3 separate regions of the Mus musculus genome follow, and regions 1 and 2 are each linked to region 3. Evidence: chromatin contacts called from public Hi-C and HiChIP or PLAC-seq data. All regions are on one chromosome and are shown on one strand. Each heading gives the region's core, a stretch centred on a gene start, on an enhancer-like site or on the middle of the called end of the contact. The rest is flanking DNA. Distances are from core to core; before and after follow the strand shown.

Region 1 (4,116 bases), core at 1,084-3,583, 540 kb after region 3:
CCTTCCAAAGGTGATATTCATCACTTCACCCATCAGCTCCTAAGCCTTCTATTCTCTACTCCTAGGTCACCAATCTAAATCAGATTCGCACAATATGGCTTTTCTTGTCTGGTTTCTTTCACTTAGCTCAATGCTTCCAGGGCTTATCCACAGTGTCACATGTATCAGTGTTTTATCCCTTTCTATGGCGTAGAGTCTGCTGTACATCTGTGTCTATTCTTTACTTTCCTAGGCATCAATCAGTGAGCAATGCTGCTATGAACATCTGTTTACAACGTAGACATAGGTTCCTCCTTTTCTTAGGTGTGCACCTGGACATAGGATTGCTAGGTAATATAATAATTCTATATTTAAATGACTGTTCTCCAAAATGGATAAACCTTCTCCCACTCCCAGCAGCTGAGTCTGGAGCTCCTATTTTCCCCCTTTTGCACCAACACTCATCACTGACATTATTTTTGTTTGAAGCCATCCTGGTGGGTGGCTCTCACGAGGTAGTTTATGTCATTAATTTTAAAAAATTGTATCTTAATTATAGAAGTCAGAGTCTTGCGCTGATTCTCATGTTCTAGGCCACCTGCCTCCCTGGCTGTGTCCACACAGCACAGTTCTTTTCCTTTTCAGAAACCCCCACACTCCCTTTGTGAGAGAAACCCTCACTGTATAGCCCTCCAGCTAGTAGAACAGGCTGGCTCCATAATGCTGGGACTAAGGGGATGAACCACCACACCCAGCTTTCAGCACAATTCTTATTCCCATTTTACAGACAAGGAAATGAATACTTGAAGGTTAGTGAAGCTCTAGAGTTAAGATTCGAACCCAGGGAGGGGCTGAAATCCTACAGAGCTTCAGTGTCGTCTGCATACACGCATACATAAGACAGTGAATGGAACCAATTTAGGTATTTTTTTTTCACATGTATGTGTATGCGTGTTCATGTGTGCAGGTGCATACATGCATGACAACGGGAAGATAATCTCAGGTATTATATCTCAGGATCCATACCCCTTGTTTCATGAGATAGGTGTCTCTCACTGACCTAGAGTTTGCCAACTAGGCTTGGTTTGCTGGTTAGCAAATCTTCAGGGATCCACCGCTCTCTACTTCCCCAGCCTCAGGATTTTACGTGTGTGCCACCATGACTGGCTTTTTCATGTGGGTCCTGAGATTGAATTTAGGTCCTCGTGCTTGCCCAGCAACCACTTTACTGAGTGAGCTCTCTCTCAGTACCCACTCCCTAATGAGTAAATTTAATGTACCACACACAATGATGCTCAAGATGCTGATGGTTATGTTATTTTGTGTGAGCTCATCAAGCAATAAGTTATCTATTGAGAAGTGAAGAACCAGGAGTCAGGTCTGTGACCAGGGAGTAACTGAAAAGGAGGCCTGAGACGAACGTTCCACCTCCAGTTGGTTGGTTCTCATAAACAGTTCCCGTTCCCCTTTGGAAATGCAAACATTTACTGTCCTCAGTTTTATGGTGACAAGTTGAATGGGAATTTGCTAAACTTCCTTGGCTTTTGGTCCCTGCACTTGCAAGAGCAAAGTGAGTTTCTCCTGAGAAAGGTGTTTTATTTGCCTTGGGGGTGGTTTTCCATCTCATGCAAAACAGCACTTTCTTTTTGGCCCTGTAGTTAAGGAAAGGCTATTTTGCAATAATATAGCCATTTTAAATTTTGGCAACAATCACAGGCAGTTCTGGAAATCATGCATGCTGTAGTTAAACCTTTAGTAAAAGTCTCTACCCACTGGAACACCTTTCTAGAAACATAGTCACAGCAATGTACCTACAGTAAGATCTTAGATCATTTAGGCTCATTCCAATTTGCAATTTGTATACATGACCCAAGTAATTAGAAGAGTGCAAATAACTGCTCCTTTAAGTAACTAATTTGTGGGGAATGGTATATTTTATATGTAATTTCCTGAATACAAAAATTCCTCCTACATAAACACTCTAAGACATAAGCAAGTTTAAAGGGGAGCCCACTTAATTTAGAAATGAGATGCATATACCACACTGTTCATTATTCTAAAATGTTTATTCTGAGCAAAGGATTCTTGTTATCTCAATCTTTAGCTTGAACTTGTCAGTCCATATCGAAAGAACCTTTTCTCCACTGCTCTGGGTGGGTGGAGATATGGGTGGGTGGACTTCGATAAGATAGCATCTAGTTTTTACTACTTTCATTAATTTTGAGCTAGGTTTGTTGTACTCAACAGGGAAAAAGCAAAGGGGACCATTGTTTCTATGAACTGAAACAAAGAAGAGGGAAGGAGGAAATGCTACAAGGATTTCTCCACCCTCTCTTGAAAGACGCTCTTGTGGTCGTACTTCCTCTAAGGGCACATTTCTGCGTCTAGCTTGGCTGAAACACAGCCTTCTTGGGGTTAGCAGTTTGTGGGCTGATACAGAAGGGTTCTTCCCTGGATATGAGGAGGTAAATTAGGTAAGTTAGGGCTGATTCTGCCAATGAGTGATGGTATTGATTTTTTAAATGATGGAGCTTTGGAGTTTTGTTTGGTATGGGGATGTGAAGTAAGGTCTTCTATATCAGGAAATGAAAAAAAAAATCGACTAAATGTTTAATTTCTGAGTTCCTAAATATAACTTGCTCTTCAGAGGGGCATCAGTAGTACCTCTGCCAGAAGATAGTCATCAGTTAGAGGAAATGGGACCTAACATGACAGCAGTTCCTCTGAGGTGAGGCCAGGACACAAGAACAGACCAAGGACGCTTCTGGCAACGCAGAGACCCTGAATTTGTTCCATCATGGATTTAGTCTTCCTGAACAACTGGCTTGACCTCCCATGAAGTTAATGTACAAATACCTACTCCCACCCAAGTATCTGGCACTCACAGCTTTCACGTGCTAACCATTGCTCTCAGGATAAAGACAACCATAGCCACTTCCAACATAGAAGTGCCATTTACTCTCAAACTCATATTCACGTTACATCCTACTTTATTTGAGTTTCATTTCATTTGTTGATCATTAGGTAATGGGAACCGAGGAGAGAAAGATAAGGAGTCCTGGCCCTTGTTTCTGGTCAAAAACCAAACTAACCCGAAACAAAACATAAAAACCCAACAAAGCAACTCCAAAACCCCAAACCCCAAAACTCAAACCCAAACCCAAACCCAAACCAAACCAAACCAAACCAAACCAAACCAACCCACAGAAACAAAACAATAACTTGATCAAGAGATCATCCACAGAATCAGGAATCAGAGTACAGCAGCCACAGTCGGTTCAATTTCTGGTGAGCGAATTCGGGTAGGGTCTGGGATCTGCAGGTAGCTCTGCCTTGAAGGTAGCCAAGAAGAATTATTGATGGCCGTGGAGAGCGCTGGCCCAGGGACAAGCATTGGGGGTTATATGCATATGAGCTATGTGAGTGCAAACTTGGACACTGACAGGAGGGGGTTAGGATGCTAGAAAACTGGGAAGACCCATGGGGTGCAGGACCTATCCCATTTTGGGGCACAGCAACACTTGGAAGTAAGAAGTCATAACAAAAAGTTTGAAGTGTTTCTTAGCTCCCCTAAAATTTTTTGTAGTTATTTAAGTTTTTTTTTTTTTTTTTCAGTTGTTGTTTTAATTGTTAAAGGCAGGGTTTCAGTCTGTATATAGCTCTGGCTTCAAACTCAGGATCCTCCTGCCTCAACTTTCTAAATGCTGCCTTTCCTGGCATACACTAAAAATCCTTTGGCAAATCACCAATCAACAGCAGACATTTTAGACTATTTACAAAGTAGGCGTGGGAGTGCCGGATTGTAACTGTAGCATTTGGGTTACTGAGTCAGCCAGGCTGGGTTTAAGGCCAGCTTGGGTTATGTACGTAGCAAGACGCCATCAACTCTGTATTCACCAAATGATTTTGATTTTTTTCCTTTTAATTATTTCAGATTTGAGACCAGTGAAGCACCCCTTCCTCCGGGCTTAACCCACAAAAGATTCAAACTCATGGAATCTTTAGTTTTCTTAAACATTTCAACATAGTCTTGAACGGTAAAATTACGTCAACATTTATTATCACATCTTAAAAGCTTAAAGTCTGAATCAGTCACTCAATGACATTTTAAATCATAATTCACAATACTAGACTAAA
Region 2 (4,429 bases), core at 1,246-3,745, 530 kb before region 3:
GCAAGCCCGTCGTTAAGACATTCCTGAGGCTGCTTAGCCATAAAGATAAAGAGAATGATATGCCTCCCTATCTCCCGCCCTTCTGACCTAAGTTAAATGTTATCTGCATGTACAGTCTGCTGATGTTTAAATGAACCAATCATGTGAAACCACGCCAATTCCTCCCTGCTGATGTTTAAATGAACCAATCATGTGAAATCTCACCAATTCCTCCCCCAGCCCCAGCCCCTTTTCTATAAAAACCCCGAGCTTCCAAGCCTCGTGGTCGAATACACTGTCTCCTGCGTGAGATATGTTTCGATCTGGAGCTCTCCGCCATTAAACTACCTTGTGTCTTTACATCAAGACGGTCTGTTCTGTTCGTGATTCTTGGGTGCATGCCGAATCGGGAATTGAGTGGAGGTTTCCCCACTAGGTTCTTTCAAGGTCTAAACTTTACAGGAAACGCTGAGTCAAACTGTTCCCACAGCCACTTCTGACCTTGTCAAGAAATCATCCACGTACCTGCATGAGATTTGGAGACTTCAAGCAGGGCTAAGAACAACTGAGACACGCATGAAAAGACATAGGGGTTGCTCGAATCTTTCCAAAAGACCCACTACAGAGGAGAGCATGCAGACCTAGGTTCTCAAACATGAATGATTAATGAGCATGGAGCTATTGGCCTGAGCCAATCTTTCAAGAGCTTCAGAGTTTGGAGGGTTTTTTTTTTTATTCATTCATTCATGCATTTATTCATTCATTTATTTCATTGCAGGTTGCACCTGGCCAGCTTGTCTACCCACTCTAGATGATCCTAGAAATCATGGTGAGTTTCTTTGGGTTTTATTTCTCAGTGGTACATGCTAGCAACCTAAGATCCATTCCTGTTCTGCATCTCCTGTGTCTAAAGAGTGGGGCAGATCAGGTGGGTCTTCCATACTATAGTACTTGTTCCAAGGGACACTCCAGAAGTCCGAAGTGGCCCAAGATGCCTGAGGGTTTGCCGTAGTATTTGGGTTACATCCAGGAATTTGGGACTACCCAAGCTGGGCTTGTAAAGTAATTACGATTTACATGCAGGCAAAGTCTCTCTGATGTGTGACAGCAGAGAATCCCATGATGGCAGCATATTGAAACTCAGAAAGACACTGGGGTGAGAGGAAGGAGCCTTGGCCAGGTGAGTGGAGCCCACCTTGGTCAGCACAGCAAAAGGATTGTAAACCCCCACCCAGCCTGAAGCAGGCTGAGCCAGACCTTGACCTTGCTGCCACTAAGGAGATTACCTAGGGTGGAGCCTTCCTCACTAGATCACTCTATTGTTCAGCCACTGCCACTGTTCTCCTTCAAGACACTGCTACCTGCTGGGAGGCCACTGAGCTATTCCGGAGACTACACCCTATCCTGCAGCTGGGCTCCAAGAATGGATTGGTGGGAATGGGCCTCCCCCACCACCACCACCTTTATAAGCGCATTTGCCATTAAACATTTGAGCTTTGATCAGGAATCTTGACTTAGCTCCATTTTTCTCTTGACTGCCTAGTTCCCCTCTCTTTTTAGCCCTGGCTTGCCTCCCAGGTGAAACCTGGTCCATGTGAACTGCAGGTTGGCTTCCAACAGCCGATGCTTTAGAGATTGAGAGTGCTTTGGGTTAGGATTTGATGTTTTTTTGTGTTTTTGGTTTTTCAAGACAGGGTTTCTCTGTATAGCCCTGCTGTCCTGGAACTCACTCTGTAGACCAGGCTGGCCTCGAACTCAGAAATCCGCCTGCCTCTGCCTCCCGAGTGCTGGGATTACTGCCACCCAGAAGGGACCAAACAAATATGGATTGAAACCCCTGCTCCACTACTTTCTAGGCTGCCCTGGGAACATAACTTAATCTCTGAGTTTTAGCTCCTAGATCTGAAAAATAAGAGTAATTAATATTGGGCACCATTTTGTCAGGGTTGTTGAGAAGACTGAGTAAGATGTTGTATGAAGAGCACAGGCACCATGTCAGACGCATAGAAACACTAGAAAGTGGTCTTTCTTACTCTTATATTGCAAGATCATTCACTCTTTGGTGGGTTTTTAAGCCCTTCTCCATTTACTGGAATTATTAAAGGGGAAATGACTCAGGATGAGGTCTTTCTGGCAAACTATCAACTGCTGCTGAGCAGTGTCTTTGGGTTTGGACTTTTACATCATAGCCGTCAATGGAGAACTTTCTCTGCTTTTCAACTGTTTGCAACATAGTATCAATAGCCTCAAAGCAGTAACAATACATACTACCTACTTACTGATACATCTTTCAGGAAGCCTTATGTTGAGCGGAGTGTCAGAGTTCAGTGGTCCAGCGTGTGCTTAGCACATCTGTGGTCCTGATTTAATCCTCCATAGGACAACAGCAATAATATAATGTTTATGCCTTACTCTTAAAATGTTTGAATGAGATGCCACCATGCATACGCATTGCCTGAGAGACAAGAACCTTTTATGTCTTAAATTAAGAGAAGTTCAGCCGGAGTTGCTTCCTCTCTCGCTATAGCTCATCGGGTTGTGGTACTGAGCAGGAGGAACCATCCAACAAGAGATGGAAGCTGGCATCCTAGCCCAAGGGATGGCAAACAAAGCAGCAGGGCAGGAGGTGCTGTGGGTTTTTGTTTTAAAGCCATGGCTCTCAGATCTAGAAGCTTAAAGTAAGTTCTGGGAGAGGAAAGCAGTGAAGTGGCCTCTTTCCACCCAGTGTTCATGCCAAACCAAACCAAGCCTGAGGGCTTTGAGGAAACCAGGGTACCAACTCTGTCTTTGTGAAAAATTTGGACGCTTACTTAATATAGATTTTACATTCACTTCGACTTAAACATTACTCCTCTTGATGACTGAGTTATTTCTCAAACCCTTAAAAGTGGTGCACCATGTATCTCAGCTCACTCTTGTCTATGATAATCTATAAGAGAAAAAAACTTGAAAAGAGATACTGAATGCATGGGAATTATTGTTCAGATAGAAGTGGCACGATCAATCTTTTCTTAATTTATTTCTCTTTTCCACTTATTTATTATGTCTGTGTTTTGTGTCATAGTACACATATGGAGGTGAAAGTAGAGTCTCTGGGGTTCGAACTCGGGTCTTCAGGCTAGGATGCACATGGCTTTACTTGATAAACCATCTTGCTAAACCCAAGAGATCTTCCAATACTTAATATATAGTCTTAAGGAAATGGAAAGAAAGTGAAACTTCATAGTTTCACACTAGATATTGTCATAGACACAACCATTTGAGCAGTAGTTACTCCTCTAGGCAAGTTAAGAACTGGCATTCTGGGATTATTTTGAAATAGATGCAGAAAAGTTACCCTTACATATATAATGGTTTGAAAGTCTGCCAGGAACTAAACTGACTTTTTAAGATAATTAAAGGATTAAAGATATTAAAGTACTTATTAGCATGCCATAATACTTTACTGTATATAGTACCCTGGAGGCATCTTAGATCATTGACAGTCATGTGTTTAAGAAATGGAGACTTCACCAGAATTAATTTTCCCTCCAAGATATTTGAGAGGTCTTACCAGGAACAAAAGCATATAAAATATAAGAATTATATCATCAATACGAGTAACTAAATTTTGTATACAATGTAGGGATTATCCAACTAAAAGACTACCTGCATTTCACAGCTGTACAGAAGATCCACAACTTCCTTCCATCAGATCTTCTCCCCTCCACTTTTCTTTTTTCTCCCTTCCTTTGTGTGAAGCAGAAGGGACCCTCACGAGGAGCTCAATCAACCAGCCCGTTCATCATCTTGTCTTCTTACTACACAACTGTGAAGAGAAACTGTTATACCAGAGCTCTCCTCAGCCTGTGGTGAGTCATTACAGAAATGTGAACTAAAACAACAGAGAGCTCTTATTTTTAAACTACTCTGCAAGCTAGACTCCTTGGAAACACAATGAGACGCAGCAGCGGCATCCATACACTTTATAACATCCTGATGTCAACAGAAGCCTGGGCTCCAAGGCCGACAGGTGAAAGGGGACTGATCTCCAACTTCTCTAACATGGCTTTAAGGAAGGTTCCCCGAGATGTGACTCCAGCCACAACCACACTGGATTTATCCTACAACCTCCTCTATCAATTGCAGAGCTCAGATTTCCACTCTTTTTCCAAACTGCATTTTCTGATCCTGTGCCACAAGATCCAAGAGCTGGACACCAGGAACAAGATCCAAGAGCTGGACACCAGGAACAAGATCCAACAGCTGGACACCAGGAACAAGATCCAACAGCTGGACACCAGGAACAAGATCCAACAGCTGGACACCAGGAACAAGATCCAACAGCTGGACACCAGGAACAAGATCCAACAGCTGGACACCAGGAACAAGATCCAACAGCTGGACACCAGGATCTTTGACCTTAACAAGGAGTTAAGCTATTTAGACTTGTCTTACAACAGACTAAAGT
Region 3 (3,998 bases), core at 679-3,178:
TCTGAGTTTAATACCCGGGACCCACATGGTGGAAGGGGACAGTCACCTCTGCAGGTTGTCTTTTGACCTCCACACAAGCACCATGGCATCACGCACATGCACACCACACACACACACACACACACACACACACACACACACACACTCACACACACACACACACACACACTTAATAGATAGATAGACAGACAGACAGACAGACAGATAAATGTGAAAATGAGCTGAGCTACCTCAAAAGTAGAGGAAGTGGGGTTGTACATCTGACACGGGCTAAGCTAACTTTTCAATGTTTTTCATAGTGACATCTGGGTACTCATAGTGGTCTTTGTCTTGAAAAGTCACAAGCCTGGCTGACCTCCAGGTCTGAGTCTCTGGCCTTAATGAAACACCGCAGCTTCTCCGAGGTGCCTCCCCATTATGGCATTAAGAGAGGGCTTAGTACTTAACAATCACGAGTGGCTTTTACTCAGGGTGTAAGAAGGTTGCTCGGATCCAGCTTTCACGCCCACATCCCAGCTGACTAAATGGAAGTAACCTGAAGACCAGATGAACTATTCTTCCTTAGTGCCCAGTGATGACATAGTTGTCTGCCGCTGCAAAGCATGCTGGGAAGGTGGGTCTTGTTGCAAGAAGTCCTCTGCCAAGCTGATACCATGGCATCTTATTATTAGGGAAGAGGGAAAGGGTGATCCTGTAAGGCAATCTCAAATGCTGGGTCAAATGTGGGGTCTGATGATGACCCAAAGCCCTGAGCTCCCCAGGTACCTATGGCTACTTACTGACCTACGTCTGGCTGCCTGTAAAATGTGCCCGCATCGGAAAAAAAAAAAAATTCTGTCCAGGCAAAGGGCGGTAACAGAATGTGGGGAGGAAAAGAGTTTTAGAGCCTCCTCTTTGTTCTGTCTCAGAGGCCCCCATTTTCATGTCCACGGCCATAGCCTTTACCCTCTGCAGCAGCCCCAGGTCCACATGGCGGGTGGTAATGAAGAGATGCTTTAGCAGTCGGCTCTGCAGAGCCAGGCTTCACAATAGGAGCCAGGGCGCATCACAGGTGATTCGTTCTGCTGGTAAATCATTTCTACCACAGCGGTTAATGGAAATGCAGTTTTCATTACAGTAAGGAAATTGAAATCTCAGCCGCCCTTGGTGGGTTCCATCTGGCCATCTTTCATTTCTCATAAGACGCTGTGTTGTTTTCATTCACCCCTCAATTAACCTTTAGCTCGAAGGGCAGGGGAGGCCAGGTGATTGAAGTCCTCAAGAGCGGTTCACATCCAGCAAGAAGGAGGAGGGGCTAGACTTTTTTTTCTCATTTAAGGAGGAGACATTATCCTGGAGGGGAGGTTCCAGATGGGCTGCCTGAGTTGAACATCTGACAGGCATACAGAAGGAGGAGAAATGAAGGCAGAGTAATGGCAAAGTTTCCTGTGTCACTAAAAATTTCCCAGATGTATTGGATAACATCCCCTGGGTGGGGAACGTCTGGGGTATCAATATTATGAATCCACTGTGCCCAAATTCATGAATATCCTACCCATCCAAAGGGTCATGTTAGCAGGTAGAGTCTTTGTGAGGACGCTGGGTCATGGGCAGAGCTCCATGTTCAAGAGAAGTGCCTTTAGGGACCCTAGGGAGATGCTTGTCTCTTCTGAGATGCAAGGGTGCAATAAGAAGAGGCCAAGTTTGAGCCAGGAAGGAGCCCTTGGCAGACATCAAACCTGTAAGCCTTTGTTATTTATAAGCCACCCAGCCTAAGGCACTTTGTTATAGCAGCCCAAACAGGCCAAGAAATATCCTAGGACAAAATATGTTTCCAAATCAGTTTAGCTCTCTGAATTGCAACAATTTGTGGCTGTGTAAATTTTCTCCCTCATTAGAGACAAATGAGCTGAACGAGGAAGCTACAGACTCACTTCCCCTAGATGGCCTCTCTTCTGACTTCTGGGTCACATCCCAGCTCCCTGTGGCTCAGAGGACCCTTGCTGCCTTTCACTGTCAGCTTCTTCCTGAAAGATTTTATTTTTTGCACCACCCACTCAACAGAGTCACAGAGCTAAGAGATTTGTGACAGAGAGAACATCTGCTCAGCCTCAGAAGTCAAAGTGCTGAATCTCATCATTTTGAAAGAGAAAAGGCATCCTCTATTTGGCAGAGACCAGTCTTAAGGTTTTAGTTTGTCTCTGTGGTTTCAGCCTCTGTGTTTCTTATAATTGGATAATAATTTTTTTTCTGACTGCCTTTTTGTTTTTCTTTGCCAAGAGCTGATATTGTGTCAACCACTGTACTAGCTGGTTTTGTGTCAACATGACACAAGCTATAGTCATCTGAGAGGAGAGAACCACAACTGAGGAAATGCCTCTATAAGATAAGGCTGTGGGGCATTTTTTTCAAATTACTGATTGATGTGGAAGATCCCAGTCCATTGTGGGTGGGGACAACCCTCAGCTGAAGGTCCTGGGTTCTATAGTAAAACAAAACAAACAAACAAACAAACAAAAAACCAGACTAAGAAAACCACGAGGAGCAAGCCAGTAAGCAGCAACCCTCCATGGTCTCTGCATCAGCTTCTGCCTCCAGGTTCCTGCCTAGATCGAGTTCCTGCCATGGCTTCCCTTAATGGACCGTGATCTAGGATATGAAAGCCAGACAAACCCTTTCCTCCACACCTTGCTTTTGGTTGTGGTGTTTTAACACAACAGTAGAAACTGCAAGGCAACCATTTACAGTTTCCAGAACATGGCATGGGTAAAATAAGCAAGGCAGGAGAGTTTGGTTTTAGTAGACCACCAGAGTCAAAGGCTCCAGAGTATGCAGGGGATGGCCCTGAATGCTCCAGCTATGACCACAAGGAAGGAGATGAGGACCCCATTTGAGCCACCATGAAAGGAAGAGTATCTTTTCTACACGATGACACCCTCAGGAAGGGAATTGCCACAGTCCTCATTTCTTCAGAATGCCTCATCATCTTCTTTCCGCTCAATCCTCCTCTTTGGAGGAAAAATATTGTGCTATGATTGACATCACTTCACAGGCCCCAGACCTAACTTAGTCCCTAAGAGAGCATGACAAAAACATTTGCAGGCAACATGGAGTCATGCAGGCAGGAATTGCATCTTTACAGTTGGGGCCAACACCTTCTTAAGCCTAGTAGTTGCCTGGCTGTTCACACCACAGGGGCATGGATCTGAAGGAAGGGAAGGGAGAAGTGAGGTAAGGGGGTAGGAAGCACAGAGAACCATATGCTTCTATAACAGGGAACTCTCAGATACCAAGGTTTAAAGAGGAAGGAAGGTTGTCTCTATGTCACATAATCATAGTGGTGTGAGCCCTGTGAGTCTGTATGGAAGGAAGGTCCATATTCATTCATCAGGATTGCTGGTTTTTTTTTTTTGTTTGTTTTGTTTTTTTGCCATGTCATCATGGTAGAACCCTCAGGATCTAGTCAGATTAAGTCACCACCACACCCAGATGTTGGACAACGTAGAGGTGACATATCCCTGGTCTCAGGACCCAGGCCAAAAAGTGGCACCATCAAGTCTACTTAGTCAACTTGCAAGAATACCATTGCATGGTCACACCTAGCTTCAAGGGAAGCTGGCAATGGATACCTAGCTTCAAGGGAAGCTGGCAATGGAGTCTATCTGGGAAAACATCAATCCAAACGGAAGAGGAGAGCAGACCTGGGTTCAAATCCATTTCTTCCCATTGGTTTCAATGTTTGTTCAGCAAGGCCTCATCCTGCTTCCCTTGGCTCAGCTACTATCAGTTTTCTTCATTTAGACACTTCACTCTGGGATTATTTTTTCAGTAACTGCTGTATGTTAGAGGCTGTTGTCTGTCCTGGTGACCTAGCTATGAACAAAACAGGCCAAGGAGTTAATTTTGGACTCAGATTCATTGCATGCTAGACTGCTAAGAAACTGTTCAATGACCTTTTCTTCTTATTCTTAACTAATATTCATCTTTATGTCTAATTTTTTTCAAATTGTTTTTCTTTA

The links. A called contact is a pair of places that touch in the nucleus more often than the background predicts. HiChIP or PLAC-seq counts read pairs in DNA pulled down with a chosen protein or histone mark.
Region 1: an H3K27ac HiChIP or PLAC-seq map of microglia shows a contact between it and region 3, with 4 times the contacts expected there. The contact joins two enhancer-like sites. A contact is called at or near these places in 1 of 484 Hi-C or Micro-C datasets (uterus) and 1 of 115 datasets of contacts at active chromatin or transcription factors (microglia).
Region 2: a contact with region 3 is called in a Hi-C map of bone marrow-derived macrophages, with 14 read pairs. The contact joins two enhancer-like sites. A contact is called at or near these places in 1 of 484 Hi-C or Micro-C datasets (bone marrow-derived macrophages), 2 of 115 datasets of contacts at active chromatin or transcription factors (memory CD8 T cells and microglia) and 1 of 9 other capture datasets (embryonic stem cells).

Annotation. Positions count from the first base shown.
Region 1 is chr5:63,829,473-63,833,588 of GRCm38.p6, reverse strand. The region is part of intron 1 of 0610040J01Rik (RIKEN cDNA 0610040J01 gene); the gene reads right to left. Among named protein-coding and RNA genes, the nearest start is that of 0610040J01Rik, 19 kb to the right of the region's middle. Within about 2 kb of position 2,333, at least 52 of the 459 cell types and tissues checked have an H3K27ac peak or open chromatin away from gene starts, as enhancers often do. A contact at or near this core is called in microglia, where this site is marked.
Region 2 is chr5:64,898,482-64,902,910 of GRCm38.p6, reverse strand. It overlaps the pseudogene Gm21011. Among named protein-coding and RNA genes, the nearest start is that of Gm31889, 21 kb to the right of the region's middle. Within about 2 kb of position 2,495, at least 13 of the 459 cell types and tissues checked have an H3K27ac peak or open chromatin away from gene starts, as enhancers often do. A contact at or near this core is called in bone marrow-derived macrophages and microglia, where this site is marked.
Region 3 is chr5:64,369,756-64,373,753 of GRCm38.p6, reverse strand. No RefSeq gene overlaps it. Among named protein-coding and RNA genes, the nearest start is that of Gm43837, 6.2 kb to the left of the region's middle. Within about 2 kb of position 1,928, at least 59 of the 459 cell types and tissues checked have an H3K27ac peak or open chromatin away from gene starts, as enhancers often do. A contact at or near this core is called in bone marrow-derived macrophages and microglia, where this site is marked.